2 separate regions of the Rattus norvegicus genome follow, and region 2 is linked to region 1. Evidence: chromatin contacts called from public Hi-C data. All regions are on one chromosome and are shown on one strand. Each heading gives the region's core, a stretch centred on a gene start, on an enhancer-like site or on the middle of the called end of the contact. The rest is flanking DNA. Distances are from core to core; before and after follow the strand shown.

Region 1 (3,405 bases), core at 585-3,084:
ATTTTATTGGCAGTACTTTTCTTGTCTCCTGTTTTTTGGTTTCGTTTTGTTTTCAAGACATGGTTTAGCAATCCAGTCTGGCCTCAAACTAATTGTATAACTGAGGATGACGGTGAAATCTTGTTCTTTTTACAATTTCCAAGTGCTGGGAATAAAGGTCTGTGTCACACCTGACTTTATTTCTTCTTAAAATTTCTTCTTTCGTTAATTAATTAATTTGAGGTGCTGGAGATCAAACCCAGGGCTTTTCAGATGGCGAGAAAACTCTCTTCTACTGAGCTACCTCCCTGGCTCTAAATGCTTTCTTGTTTTTATTCTTTTGAGATAAAGTCTCACTACGGATAACTATGTAGCCCTGGCTGGCCTACATTGTAGTTACAATGTAGTTCATGATGGTCTTTGATCTTGTGACAGTTCTGCGGGAACCTCATGAGGTCTGTGATTACAGGTATGTATCCCATCATGCTAGGTGGTAACTGAGTATTTTATCATGTATTTATATATTTAATTCCTTGTTTTTTCACTCACTCACTCACTCACTCACATACTTGAGACACTGCCTCACAGTGTAGCCCTAGCTGGCTTGCCACTTGATTCACACAGATCAGTCTGGATTTGAACTCACAGAGATATTCCTGCCTCTACCTCCCAAATGCCACCATAAAGACATGCCACCATGTCTAACTGTAAGTATAAGGTACTTGGCTCTCTTCAACTTTAGTCTTTTCATTTGTAAAGGTCTACTGTTTATAATACCTAGGGAAGAATAGCTAAAATACTGTATGTGACGTGTTAGACTTTAGGTAGGTGATGAATAAACTAGGTACTTAGTAGGTGTTAAATAAATGGGAGGTTTGTTTGTTTATGTTGCTGTTTTTACTCTCATTTTGCCTCCCAGTAAGACTTGATTCTTGAGTGGAGTCATGCAGTTATGCTCTTCTGACCTATGGAAGCAAAGGCATGGAAGGTCTCATGAAGCCTCGCTGAGCTGAGAATGATTGGCAGTTGATAGCCACCGGGTGGCTCCAGTGGGTGTCGCCTACCCTTGTTCCTAGGGCAGCACTAATTTGGACTCAGTGGGGGAGGGTATAAAATAACGACAATAACAAAGAGGAGCGGACGTGAAGTTGGGAGGGGATGGAAAAAGAACGTTCGTGGAGGAGTGGGTGCTAGATATATGATCAAAATACATTATATGCATATATGAAATTCTCAAAGAATAAATAAAAATGCATACCTAAGAGATCATCCAGATAAAAAATGTGAGTGGGATTCGGAGTGCCTTCAAATGCAAAGTCCAGACAGTGGTGGATAAACAGACTAAGGAGTGACATCACCCTTCAGTCTTGTTGGTAATAGCGAAACACACTTGCAAATGGCTGTACGATGTCATTATGGACTTGAAATTATATGTTCAGTAACAAAACAATCCTTGTTAAGTTCTAAACTGTGTGGTGAGTCCTTTCTATGTTTTCTTAACATAGCACTCTTTTTGTTGTTGTTGTTGTTGTTGTGTTTGTTTTTTTGTTTTTCCCAGTGTTTGGGAGACTCAAGGCCAGACGAAGTTAAGCACCTGCCTGGGAATGGCTTACTGTTCTTGGGGTGGAAGCTAGGAGGTGCATCCACAAAGACTCTGGAGGGGGATGCTTCAGCTGAGAGCTCTGGGATGAGTGGGAGTGTCACGTGGACAGCCTTCCTGGGAAAGGGACAGGATGTACACAAGCACGGGGTTGTGAGAGAGCCGGAGAACACAGAGGGAGGGAGCTCAGGAACCACAGATACCTAAGTCTGCTGTCCTGGGAGGGGGCTTCTGCTAAGAGACTGGAGATTATCCGAGCAGGTGGAGTGGTCTTTGATGCCACCATGTGAGGAGTGCTGTGGATTGACAGGAAACCTTGGAGGGATCTGGACAGATGGGGTGCCCTGTGTCTACCTGGGCAAACTTTATAAGCAGAGGTTTTTCTGAGGAAGCCTCAAGTTGCTCAGGCTGGCCTTGAACTTCCCTTGTAGCCTAGAGTGGCTCCAAATGCCTGGAATGCACTTGCAGAGTTAGTGTTTAACGGAGCCTGCTTTTTCTTCTCTGCTTTCTGTCTTTCTTCTTATTAAAGGTAGGAATGAATTAGACAAACAAAAAATGCCCTGTTGAGTTTAATCTGAGTCGTTTACAAAATTGTTGAGGGTGTATTTACAGATGTAGGAGCCACCTATCAGTGGCTACACCACTGGAGAAATGTCTTTTCCTCCTCCAGCAACCATTAACTGGGTATAAATCCTCAGAGAAAGGTGGGGCCTAAGAGTCCCTCGCCCTTGTGTGTTTGCACGGGGACACAAAGGTGTGCCTGTGAGGGCTAGGGATCAACGTTGGGTGCCCTTATTGAGGTGAAGTCCATTTTTGAGATTCTGGTGTTTGCTAACTGAGCAAGGCTGGGCGACTTTGCTTACCCAGCACTGGGGTTACAAATGTGTCTGCCTACAAATGTGTGGACTTTATTTCTGGCTGCCAGAGACTGAACTCGGAGTAAACACCTAATCGACTTCGCTGTCTTCAGGCCCTCTTAAAGAACAAACAATAGTGGTCCCACTGCGTGGCGAGGCTGGCCTCTTACTGGCAATTCTTCTGCCTCAGCTTCCGAAACGCTGGGGTGGCAGGTGTGTGCCAAGATGTGCAGTGGTTTGAGAAATACACAGTTGGAAGTGCAAACAGATGAGCTGGAAGCAGATAACACTTAGCCTAATCCAGTCTCTTAAATATTTACCGAGTGTGTACTGTATGCCATCCACTCTAGGCATTATCTATACAGCTGCGATCAGGTTAGCCACTTTGATGCTTACTGTCCAGTGAGCAGGAATGGACACCCAAAAAAGAAGCTACCAAGTAGTAGGAGATGCTCTGTAGAAAACGAAAGAGGGGGGATAAATCCAGCAAGGAGGGCGGTAGGCGGGGAGGAGTTACTACCATGGCAACATTGAGACGGAGACCAGATGGTATATTTCTGAATGGTGGTAGCGAGGACAGAAAAAGAGGAGCCAATGAAAAATGTGAGAAATAGAGCTGACGAGAGTGACATCCAGGTTGGGAGGCTGTCCAGGATGAACTTGAGTCTTTCTGGCTTGTGCAGCTGAGAAAGGCATCATGGTCTGGAGGCTCAGCCCTTCGTGTGTTGTAATCCTGGCTGAAGCACGGTGGTTCTGAACCTTCCTAACGCTGCGACCCTTTAACACAGGTCTTCAGGTTGTGGTGACACCCCCACCCCTCTCCAACCATAAAATTATTTCATTGCTACTTCATGACCGTAACGTTGCTACTGTTACGAATAGCAATGTAGGGCTGGAGAGATGGCTCAGCGGTTAAGAGCACTGACTGCTCTTCCAGAGGTCCTGAGTTCAAATCCCAGCAACCACATG
Region 2 (3,199 bases), core at 170-2,669, 240 kb before region 1:
CTTTAAAAAAGAGAAATTGGCATAGACTGCCCAGCATAGAGGCCTCCTGCCTGGTCTAGAAATTGGCTTCCTTCTTATAGGTTTCAGGTTAGAACCCCGACCATCTGGAACATCAGAGATTTTCCATGTGGTGGAAGCTGTTTCATGAAAAAGAGAAACTTGGACAATGAAAGCTGCTGCCTATGGCTTCCTCCTTGTGTGCACTATAGGACCTAAGGCCAGGGCGGGTACTCCCATCTCAGTGAACCTGCTCGAGGCTATCCCCAGAAGATAACCTGTCTAAACAATCCTTTACAGGTGTAGCTGGAGGCTTGTTTCTGAGATGGTTTCAGGCCTTGTCAAGTTGACGGTATTAACCATCACGTAAGTTATTCATCCATTTTTTTTTTTGAGCAGATGCTTGCAAAAGTACTTTGTAGCCTCACTGCTTATATACAGAGTAGACGACACAAATGCACATACAATGTATAAGAAATGTCTAGATTTGCAAATACTCATTCATCTGGGATATATTCCTCAGAGAAAGCAGCCATTGTCAGGCTGTCTTGCCCTTGCTCAAATCTGCATTTGTCATTTCACTATAATAGGACCGCCTAAAAACAAACAAACAAACAAACAAGCAAGCAAATATGGGTATTTTGCAGTAGTACCTGCAGAGGACAGAAGAGGGTCCAGAGACCTTTGGACTGGAGTTATAGATGCTTACAAGCCACCATGCTGGGAACTGAGCCTTAACCACTGAGCCATCATCCCTGACTCCATGGACCTCTTTTTATTCTTCATTTTCTATAATCCTCATTAGAGACAGTGCGATCCCCAAGAGACCTCCAAACCTTGACTCTATAGCCCTTTATCCTCTGCAAAAGACACCATTTGCTGTTAAGCATCTGTCTGCAGTCTTTTGAGCGACTGAGATGTTTATCTGCCTTTAGTTCAGTTGCAGGAGACCGACTGCAGGGAGGATGGCATTCGACATGCCTGGGAGAGCTGTATTCTTTAACAGATGATCATTAGCATCTGCTCTGCACGGTGAACTGAGTCACAACAGTCGTAGCTCGTGACTCTGCCTCTAAGGAATTTACATCTATTGGAGAAATCCTGCACACATGCTACTGTTTAAATAATTCAAGGCACGATCTATGGTGCGCGAATGTCACTAAGCGCTACAAAATCTAACCAAGGAGTTGTTTCTAAAGAGCGGGGGTGGGGGAAGGCTTTTTAGCAGAATCAGAGCTGTTCTGGGTCTTTAGCTAAAGGTGAGTTGGAGCGGAGATGATGCCTAGTGAGCAGAGAGCGGGATGAAGTGGACTGGGAAGACTTAAAGCTTTAGAGTCCTTCCAGTCTGACGCCATGATATCAAGATTTCTGGATCTCCTGCCTTACCTGTGGCATTGCCATGAATCGAGTGAACAGAACATGTCTGACGCGGAACATGGTGCAAAGAGAGGAACTGTCAAAATAATGTAAACGTAGATGCGGGCAGGAATAGGATGGCTGATAAAACGCGGAGTAAGGATGCGATGGGAGGGGCGTTCCTGTCCTTTGCCTGTTGGAAGGCTCACCGCGCCCGAGGGGTTGGGCTGCACGCACTCCGCTTCAACGTAGGGGGCAGCACGAAGGGCATTAATGAGGCTTCAACTTTTTCCAAAGTTTCTCAGTTGAAGAGCACATAGGCTGAGGACCTGGAAGGAATGAGTGGCAGGAGCGGGACTGGGCTGGAGAGTAGGGGGGGAGGGGGACGCCAAGTCTCAGTTCCACTAATTATACCCGCTGAGATTTTGCCTTTGACTATTTGAGAAGTACTTTCATTTAAGAAACCAAAAAAAGAGGTAGACTTCCTTTCCTGATTTCAGGTCCACGAGGACTTGGCTCCACCATGCAGTCCAGGGGCAGCAGTTCTGCTGCCCTGAGCCCAGAATCCCAGCAGGTCGAAGTCAGAAACTGCTCACAGGTAGATATACTGACTGACAGGTTGTATGTGGCTGATTAACTCCTATTAAATACCGGGAAGATGCAAATTTTCATTGCCTTAGCAAGATATCAAAGAATATAATAAAATCTTTTCTATGTAGAGCTGTTACAGGATGATTGGTGATTGAGCCAATTAAAATTAAATAAAAAATTAATTAAAAATGTCATTTTCCTCAGAACAGATTGGAATGACTAATAAGCTATTTTTGTAAGAAGAGGGAGAGACACATCTTACAAATTACATATATTCTGCTATTTTAATCTATAACTAGCCCCAAACAATATTTAAAAATATGTTTGTATATCAGAGCAGAGTGTCTGTATTACTTTACCTTTCTCGTTTGGTTTTTTTTTTTTTAATTATTTATTTTATCTATGTGAGTACACTGTAGCTGTCTTCACACACACCAGAAGAGGGCATCGGATCCCATTACAGATGGTCGTGAGCCACCATGTGGTTGCTGGGAATTACACTCAGGACCTCTAGAAGAGCAGCCAGTGCTCTTAACTGCTGAGCCATCTCTCCAGACCCACTTACCTTTCAACTTATAAATGCACACATAAATCACGCGCGCACACACACACACACACACACACACACACACACACACACATTCAATTACCATGAGAGATCAAAGGGCGAAAGACGAATAAACGGCCCAGTAGAAAGATGCATCACGAGGTCTGTGCTGTTAATTAGGCAGGAGAGACTAGCAGAGCTGTCAGAAGACTGCACACCAGTTGGTTAAAGCTGTTTCAAATACTCCTCTTACCAAGCAACTACGGTCACTCCCAGCTTGGTCCCCTTCGTAGAAGGCAAGGAAGGCCTTTGAATCTCAGGAACCATTAGAAGGAAGGTGTCTGCCTGGTCTTTCAAAATGAATGTGTCACAGAATTATCAGGGAATGACTAAATCCACCCAGCTCTTTTTTTTTTTTTTCCTTTTTTTCGGAGCTGGGGACTGAACCCAGGGCCTTGTGCTTGCTAGGCAAGCGCTCTACCACTGAGCTAAATCCCCAACCCATCCACCCAGCTCTTAAGTTGACTTCTAGTCACTCTTATATTTTTGGTTGTGAGCCTAGCCTTTAACGGCTGAGCCATCTCTCCAGCCCGACTTCTAGTCACTCTTAAAGATTCCGACATACTCTGAACACTCAGTTCTGCGTGGATGGACTCAACTTGGACTGTTGTCGATAAAGTTTGATGGATTTCACGATGACTCAGTTAG

The links. Hi-C and Micro-C count contacts between places; a contact is called where the count stands out from the background.
Region 2: a Hi-C map of frontal cortex shows a contact between it and region 1, with 2.3 times the contacts expected there. The contact joins two enhancer-like sites. A contact is called at or near these places in 2 of 12 Hi-C or Micro-C datasets (frontal cortex and prefrontal cortex).

Annotation. Positions count from the first base shown.
Region 1 is chr8:49,666,205-49,669,609 of GRCr8, reverse strand. All of the region lies in intron 2 of Gramd1b (GRAM domain containing 1B), which reads left to right. Among named protein-coding and RNA genes, the nearest start is that of Gramd1b, 51 kb to the left of the region's middle. Within about 2 kb of position 1,834, at least 14 of the 93 cell types and tissues checked have an H3K27ac peak or open chromatin away from gene starts, as enhancers often do.
Region 2 is chr8:49,905,766-49,908,964 of GRCr8, reverse strand. All of the region lies in intron 3 of LOC108351686 (a long non-coding RNA gene), which reads left to right. Among named protein-coding and RNA genes, the nearest start is that of Clmp, 51 kb to the left of the region's middle. Within about 2 kb of position 1,419, at least 6 of the 93 cell types and tissues checked have an H3K27ac peak or open chromatin away from gene starts, as enhancers often do.